Linked DNA regions of Ovis canadensis: regions 2 and 3 are each linked to region 1. A link is a contact called in public Hi-C data. All regions are on one chromosome and are shown on one strand. Each heading gives the region's core, a stretch centred on a gene start, on an enhancer-like site or on the middle of the called end of the contact. The rest is flanking DNA. Distances are from core to core; before and after follow the strand shown.

Region 1 (2,731 bases), core at 80-2,579:
TGTGGTTAATTCTTTGAGGCAACCTGGCATTTTCAATAGCAACAACTAGAGAGAAACGTCAGCAGGATTTTTTTCTCTCTCCACCTACCAATCCAGTTGTAGGGAAGATAATATAATTAGTACCCTGTTCTTCCCACACTTAACCAGCTCATTCCAGTCTCAGGGAGAGAGGTGGGCCTGTTTTCCAACAAAGGAAGCTCGGGAGGCCGCCCTTCCAGAGCTGAAGTGTAAAGGTCCCAACTGAGAGTGACTAAGCCCGCGTCTATTAGTCAGAAAGACTAACGACCAGCCAAAAGTGATTTACCATAACACACGCCAGCTCCTCCTCCCGATAAAAGTGTGAAACTCAAGTGCTCAATTCAGTCTGGGCACAGCCTGTGGCTGCCAACGGTGGCAGAACGCGGCGAGACTGGCTGGCTCTGCACCCACATGTCGCCTTCGCGCCAGGCGGGTTTGCACCCACCTAAGCCCATCCTGGGCGGTGTGGTGGGCTCGAGGTCGGCCCTGCCCACCCAGCGGGGCCGGGAATGGCTGAGATCTGCCGGGTCCGCGCGACCCGCAGGCCAGCCTGCCGCTCACCCCCAAGCGCGCGCGGACCCCACCGCCGCTCGTGCCCGCGCCCCGCGCCACCTGGAGTCCAAGTTTGGCCCCGTGGACGGGGCCTGGAGGCCTAGAGTCGCCGGCGGGGGGGCGGAGCCTGCGCGGTGACGCGGCCTCTTTGGCCGCTGACCCCGGATCCCTGGAATGTGCATTCGTTCAATGGAGCCGCCAGTGCCAGCGGCGCCGAGTCACGTCTGCGCGGAGCGTGCGCACTCGGCGGCGGCGGCGCACGCGGCCCGCGGCCCCGCGCCCACGTCACGCGGCTGCCGCGCGAACCTGCGCCAGGTGGCCGGGACCCCCGCGCTATAGCGAGGGCCGGCCGGGAGGGAGCGCGGGGTGCATCGCGCGGTGCTGCCGCTCCCTCCCGGAAGGGCTCCGAGAAGCGGCGGGTGGACTCGATCCTAAGCCTGAGAGCACGCCCTCTTTTAGTAAAACTTCAGGGGACCGGCGGCGCCTGTGTCCTCCCCAAGACCCATGCGAGTGTAAAAGCGCTTGCCGAAGAGTTCAAATAAAGCTCCTTAAAAGATGTTTAAAAACGGACAGAACCAAGTTACAAAGTGGCCTTGCTTTTCAAAACACGAGTTTTACACGGTTTGCTCTAAACGGATCTGGAGGAGAGGGAACTCGGCTCGAGTGGTCTAGGCAGCGGAGCGGGTGCAGGGAAACAAGCTGCGCCAGCCACGCGTTCACGTCGGGGACACAGGCCGCGGCGCGGACGGGAGGGCGGGCACAGAGGAGCCGGCTCTCCCAGCAGCGCCCGTTCTGCGGCGGGGGGAGGGGGAGGGCGAGGGCGCGGGGGAGGGCGGGCGCGCGCGCGAGGGGAGGGGGCCCGCGCAGGCGCCTTGCGAGGCTGTCGAAGAATCAAGTCTGTAGAAGTGGAGCGGCCGCGGCGGCAGCAGCAGCAGCGACGGCGGCGGCGGAGCTGAGGCGGGCTGGGCGCTGACGCGGGCGCTGGAGAGCGGCGACGCCAGGAGCTGTGAGAGAGCAGCGGAGCGACCCGGGGTCCGCGCCGCGTCCGAGCTCCGCGCCGCCCGGCCGCCGCCGCCGCCGCCGCCGCCGCCCCGGCGCGGCATGCCCCGCCGCTCGGGCTGAGCCTGCCCCGGCGGCCGCCCCCCGCCCCCCGCCCCCCCAACCTCCCCGCCCCCCGCCCCGCACTCCGCGCCAGCTGCCGCCGCGACCTGCTGCGCTCCCCCGCGTCCGCGCGGCCCGTCTTCGCCCCGGTCTGGAGGCCAGCCGCGGCTCCAGCCGAGCCCCCGCCGCCGCCGCCGCCGCCGCGCCCGCCGCGCCGCGCCGCCCCGCCGCCCGCCCGAGCCCGCGCCGGCCGGGGGGACGTGCTGCCGCGGCTGCAGCCCCTCGCCCCGCGCCCGCCGCCCCTCGTGCATCGGGGGCGCTGCGCGGGCGCCGAGCCTTCGCGGGCTTTGCCGCCGCCGCCGCCGCCTCTGCGGCCGCCGCCGCCGCTGGTCGGGGAGACGCGGGGTTGGGGGGGGAGGAGGGCGCGCGTGGTGCCGGCGGGTAGCGGCGGCGCCCCCTCCTCCTCCGCCTCCTCCTCCTCCTCCGGCGCCGCGGGCTCCTCGGACATGGCCGCGGCTGTGGCGGTGGCCGCCGCGTCTCGGCGGCAGTCGTGCTACCTGTGTGACCTGCCCCGCATGCCCTGGGCCATGATCTGGGACTTCACCGAGCCCGTGTGCCGCGGCTGCGTCAACTACGAGGGCGCCGACCGCGTCGAGTTCGTCATCGAGACGGCGCGGCAGCTCAAGCGGGCGCACGGCTGCTTCCCGGAGGGCCGCTCCCCGCCCGGCGCCGCGGCCCCGGCCGCCGCTAAGCCGCCGCCGCTCTCGGCCAAGGACCTTCTCCTGCAGCAGCAGCAGCAGCTCGGCCACGGCGGCCCTGAGGCCGCCCCGCGCGCTCCTCAGGCCTTGGAGCGCTACCCTCTGGCGGCCGCCGCAGCCGAGCGGCCCCCGCGCCTGGGCTCCGACTTCGGCGGCAGCCGCCCGGCCGCCGCCCTGGCCCAGCCGCCGACGCCGCAGCCGCCGCCTGTGAACGGCATCCTGGTGCCCAACGGTTTCTCCAAGCTGGAGGAGCCGCCGGAGCTGAACCGCCAGAGCCCGAACCCGCGGCGCGGCCACGCCGT
Region 2 (2,731 bases), core at 80-2,579, 110 kb after region 1:
TTCAGCTTTTGATTCCAGGCACATTTACATTTACAATTATAGTGAACAGTGGGGAAGGGATTATTGCATGATTTAGAGGGTTTATCTAAATGACCTCCCAAACTTCTCCCAACTCAAAGGTTCTGTGAGTCAATGAAATGCCTTGACAAAGGAGAACAAACCCAGGCCTTCAAGTTCAAAATACCTGTGTCTATTTTCTAGCTCTCACATTTACTGGCTGTGTGACTTCTGGCGAGCTACTTAACCTCTCTGAGCTCAGATTTCTCATCTGAAAACCTGAGGCAATGCCAAATACTAAGTCGTTGTCAGGAAGATGAAATAATAAAGTACTTTTCAGACATGGGACAGGGTGCCAGACAAAGAGTAGGTGCCAAGGTTTTGCTTGTCTTGATTCACACAAGTTTCTGATTGGGTCAAAAATGTAGGTCATATTTGAATATTGCCTTTGTCTTCCCTTCCAGGGCCCTACTTCAGAAAGACAAAGAAAGAAGGAAATAAAAAGTGACTCGCTGAGGCCCTTCTGAAAGCATCACCCATGTATTGAAATATTCCTTCCAGTCAAAAACTAGGTTATTAATTATACATTGCTATTGGAACAGAAAATAAGAAGAGGCCTCACTGCTTATGACCCAGAACTTGACCATTGTTTGATTTCGATTATTTCCTGGTATCTGCGTAATGTATCCCAAATGTGAGATTTGCAGTGGTGAGAGTCCAACCAACTGTAGCCTGAATGACTGTCCGTAATATTTAGTAAATGCCCTGGAATGACTGTTCATTTCCACTCCAGGCAGCGCATTTCTGGGGGATTATTTCACTGCATGGGTGGCCCAAGTCCCTTGGCCTTCAGCCTCACAGCTCATTCCACAGCTCTGGGCAAGCAGCAACCACCCAAAAATGCGAGTCTTTCTTCCTGGCCCCAGTGGCATGAGTAACATCATTAACTCTTCGGGGCTGAGGTCTGGGATGACGTCGAAATCTTCCACCCCACTGTGTTAGCTGACAGAATACCAGAGTAACAAAGTTTTGGCAGTTTGTTTTCACGCCAGCAACGTGCCTGCCCTCATACACAATCTTGGGATATTTTTTTCCTCTTCTTTCCCAGCAGGATTGTGGGTTTCAAAATGGAAGCAAAGTCCTCCCCGCGTCTAGCTCCAGTTCTGAGAACAAATGGGCAAGAAGGCTCCAAAATTCTACAGACAAGGGGAAATGCTGCTGACGTGTCCCCGCCAGGGACAGGACAGGAAGAGCACAGCTGTGCCGTGTGCCGTTTCACATGCTCCTCTGCCGATGAGCTTTCTAAAGTGTAAAAACGTTGCAGGGCGCTCCCTAAGAGGAGACACACAAACACATTTCCTCTGGGCCCCGGGCCAGCGCTGGGGCAGGCAGAGGCCGCGCAAGTGCACTGTGGATGCCGCGCGCCATCTGGTGGCCAGGAGGTGACATTGCGTGCACCATCCGGGCTTTTACACCATTGATCTGCAGTCATTTCACGGAAGGAGCAATTTTGTTCAGTTGCTCAGTCGTGTCCAGCTATTTGCGACCCCTTGGACTGCAGCACGCCAGGCTTCCCTGTCCTTTACCATCTCCCAGAGCTTCCTCAAATTCATGTCCATTGAGTTGGTGATACCATCCAACCATCTCGTACTCTGTTGTCCCCTTCTTCTTCTGCCTTCAATCTTTTCCACCAGCAGGATCTTTTCTAACGAGGTGGCCAAGTATTGGAGCTTCAGCTTCAGCATCAGTACTTCCAATGAATATTCAGGGTTGGTTTCCTTTAGGATTGACTGATTTGAGCTCCTTGCAGTTCGAGGGATTCTAAAGCGTCTTCTCCAGCACCACAATTCAAAAGCATTGTTTCTTTGACACTCAGCCTTCTTTATAGTCCAGCTCTCACACCCATACATGACTACTGGAAAGACCATAGCTTTGAATAAAGGACCCTTTGTTGGCAAAGTAATGTCTCTGCTTTTTAATATGCTGTCTAGGTTGGTCAGAGCTTTTCTTCCAAAGAGCAAGTGTCTTTTAATTTCATGGCTGCAATCACCATCTGCAGTGATTTTGGAGCCAAAGAAAATAAAGTCTCTCACTGTTTCCATTGTTTCCCCATCTATTTGCCATGAAGTGTTGGGACTGGACGCCATGATCTTTGTCTTCTTAATGTTGAGTTTTAAGCCAACTTTTTCACTCTCCTCTTTCACTTTCATCAAGAGGCTCTTTAGTTCTTCGCTTTCTGCCATAAGGGTGGTGTCATCTGCATGTCTGAGGTTATTGATATTTCTCCTGGCAATCTTGATTCCAGCTTGTGCTTCCTACAGCCCAGCATTTCTCATGATGTACTCTGCATATAAGCTAAATAAGCAGGGTGACAGTATACAGCCTTGATGTACTCCTTTCCCAATTTTGAACCAGTCTGTTGTTCCGTGTCCAGTTCTAACTGTTGCTTCTTGACCTGCATACAGGTTTCTCAGGAGGCAGATAAGGTGGTCTGGTATTCCCATTAAAGGAGTATACTGTGGGCTTTTAAATTCTGTTGGGAGTGATCATAGGGGATCCCGAAGGAAGACACCAAGGGCCAGGTGTTCTAAATTCCGTTCGTTCTTCTACGACTGGATGCTTGATGTCTCAGATTCTCCTAGAAACAGAGATAACGATCCTTGGGAAGCACTCAGCTCTGGACATCCAGCGTCTCATGTCCCCGGGTCCTCCTGTCCCTGTCATGATCGTACAG
Region 3 (2,731 bases), core at 127-2,626, 97 kb before region 1:
GGAGCTTCTCCCCACCCAACCTTGGGCTGTATCCTCCTAAACACCTTTGCTTCCATCCCTGGACCGAGGAGGTGGTCACGCGTGCTCCTGAAAGTGAATGCCCCTTTCAGAGGGTCTGGAGTTGGGATGGGGCGGGCATCGGAAGGAAATGATCAGCTGTTTCACAGTGAGGTCTCCGCAGGCCCGTGAGAGCAGCCCCTGCTGTGGCCTTGCCTTCTTCCAAATAAAGGAGCCAGGAAACAGCCAAGTTGCTCCTTGTGGCAGAAACTTCTAGAACCAGAAGAGGCCCTTCCCAGCATCTGGGGGTGGGGATGTCAGATTCTGCTCTGGGCAGGGCGGGGGGTGGTGGCTGGCAACCAAGTCCCACTCGTATGTAACCTGGCAGCTCTCTGCCTGGAGACTTGCCGATGGTCACGATGTGTCGCCTCCCAGGAGATGTTCCACTTTCCAAGCAGGTGGGAAATGACCCTGGTTAAAAATAGCGGCACCGGACTCATCACAGAGTCCCCTTGTAAAGCAAAACCGTGGGTTTCCTCCAAGTGGCGCAAAGGATCAGCCGTGGCTTTTGGGTTCCCTCTGGGACTCTGGGGGCTGGGGTCCCAAGTGCACCAAATCCCCCAGTGCCCTCCCCTGCAACACCCCGGCGCCCAGCACAGCCACCAGCAGAGCCCCTCAGCCGTGGCCGCTGGCCACCTGCCCACCCCGGGTTCGCCTCGGTGACTGGGGGGCCACTGTGACTGTCCACACCCTCTCCCCGCCTTCCTGCTCCCCTCAGTGCCTGGTGGACCGGGGTTTCTGGAGCTTTCTCAGAACCGTGGACACATTCCCAGTGGAAATCATGACATTTTCCGTTTCACATGACGCACTCCACAATGCCTCAGGAAAAGGGAGAGAGAAAGAGAAGGCAAACAGAGCCTGGGAGCCAGCCCCTCTCTGTCAACAGCCAGGCCAGGTCCTCTCTGTTTATCCTGGAGTCGCCTCCCCGGGGCTTGACAGTCAGCCTCCGTGTTCTCTCCTGCAGTCAGAGGCCCGACGACTAGGTTAACTGCCTTTTCTCTCTGCTTCTTGGCACATCTGGGTGAAGGCGTGCCTCCCTACTTTGTTGTGTTTTTTTTTAAACTTTACTTTCGACTGCCATGGTGACTGCTGCATGTTTGGCAAAGGGAAGGAGGGGAAAAAAAAAAAAAAAAGCTCGGGGAGAAGAAAAGGAGCTCTCAGCGCAGGGCTGGCGGCCGTCCAGGGTAATCATGCTGCAGAGCTGAAATGAGGCCTCTGGCGGGCAGCCAAGTCACAAAGAACAAAGCTGTCAGTTCCTAATGTTGGCGGCAAAGCCTGTTTGGCACCCTTATATGCTTTCCCAGAACTCCCTGCCTTGGCTGCCTTCCATTCCCTTCAGGGCAGCAAACAGGATTAGCCCAGCTCTGAGTTGTTTTTCTTCCCTCTCCTCCAACTGTTTCCAATGACATCATCCTTGCTGCACTCATTTGCCAGCAGGGTGGTTTTTCTCTCTCTCTCCTCCCACCCCCCTCTCTCCCTCCATCTCTCTCTCACACACACACCTCCACTCCCACTTCCTTCCTGTAGCCGCCCCCCCAACCTCCTCTGACTTGCTCGAAGCGCACTGTTTGAGGTCATGCCTCTTGTCCGGCATCTCTGTGAAATGCACACACGCCCCGGCGCTTGTCCATTTCGCTGAATCAAGCCAGACGTTGTATTTTATTTTTATAACTGAATTCCTGTGAGATAAAAATCTCATTTTCCTTCGCAGGCTGTAATCAGCACTCGCAGGGCTGTGGTTTCCAACTGCCCCATCTCGTGCTTCCTTACGAAGCACCGCTGAGAAATGAACTTGGCTGCCATTCAGGTTTAAAGGGCCCGCGGCTAGTCATACATTGCTGGTTCACACACACACACGCACAAACACACGATGTGCACACAAAGACTATTGCATGCGCACACCCACAGGCACACACACCCACTGGGCTACACAGACAAAGGGTATGGAGATACCCCCCCGAGAGAGACAGACACACACACAAGCAGCACCTAGGGTCATTCTTTCCCTTTCAAGAAAGAGAATAGGTGAACAAGTAGAAGCCAAAAGCTGCTTCCGAAAAGGCTGGTTTCAACCAGGAGGCAGGCAAGCGTTATGCAACTAATGTCTGGGTTCATGAAAGGAATCGAGGTTCGCTGACTGCACAAATGTTCCCCCGCCCCCGCCCTGCCCCCCGCCCCCAACTCTGATTCATGAACTAGTTTTCAGATTCATGAATCACTCGGGAGCCAGCAAGAAAAAAATGAGTAGTATTGATCTCATTTCAATTGAAACGGGCTCATTATGGCCACGCAGGGGCAGGGTGCAGACAACTTCCTACTACCAGACACTCGCCAGCATCCTAGGTCTGCAGGGAGGCTCCCCCGCCTGTGGGTGGGGCAGGCTGGCTTTTGCAGAGGAGAGGGTTCCCCCTCTTTTGATGATTAAATAGGCAGAATCAGATCTATTGGCACGAGGAGCTGGGGCTGGACTCCTCTGTCCTCTTTCGGCAGGTCGGTGGGCTTCCTTGGGTGTTCTCCATTTGTGGTTTTTTTTTTTTTTTCACTTTTAATGAAATCTTTTAAGAGGAATCTCAGTGCAAATTCATTTCTGGATTGTTGGTGGTGTCTCAAGGACTATCTAAAATAACAATTCACCTTCTACTAGGTGAATTCAAGTTCAGATCCAACTAGGATG

The links. Hi-C and Micro-C count contacts between places; a contact is called where the count stands out from the background.
Region 2: a contact with region 1 is called in a Hi-C map of lung, with 3 times the contacts expected there. The contact joins the enhancer-like site here to the promoter of IRF2BP2 in region 1. A contact is called at or near these places in 2 of 2 Hi-C or Micro-C datasets (fibroblasts and lung).
Region 3: a contact with region 1 is called in a Hi-C map of fibroblasts, with 3 times the contacts expected there. The contact joins the enhancer-like site here to the promoter of IRF2BP2 in region 1. A contact is called at or near these places in 2 of 2 Hi-C or Micro-C datasets (fibroblasts and lung).

What each region holds. Positions count from the first base shown.
Region 1 is chr25:25,158,322-25,161,052 of ARS-UI_OviCan_v2, reverse strand. It overlaps IRF2BP2 (interferon regulatory factor 2 binding protein 2), which reads left to right and starts at 1,329. Exons shown (of 2, transcript XM_069572380.1): 1 at 1,329-2,731. The coding sequence starts at 2,178.
Region 2 is chr25:25,047,384-25,050,114 of ARS-UI_OviCan_v2, reverse strand. No RefSeq gene overlaps it. Among named protein-coding and RNA genes, the nearest start is that of TARBP1, 21 kb to the right of the region's middle. Within about 2 kb of position 1,329, the one cell type or tissue checked has open chromatin away from gene starts, as enhancers often do. A contact at or near this core is called in fibroblasts, where this site is marked.
Region 3 is chr25:25,255,671-25,258,401 of ARS-UI_OviCan_v2, reverse strand. No RefSeq gene overlaps it. Among named protein-coding and RNA genes, the nearest start is that of IRF2BP2, 97 kb to the right of the region's middle. Within about 2 kb of position 1,376, the one cell type or tissue checked has open chromatin away from gene starts, as enhancers often do. A contact at or near this core is called in fibroblasts, where this site is marked.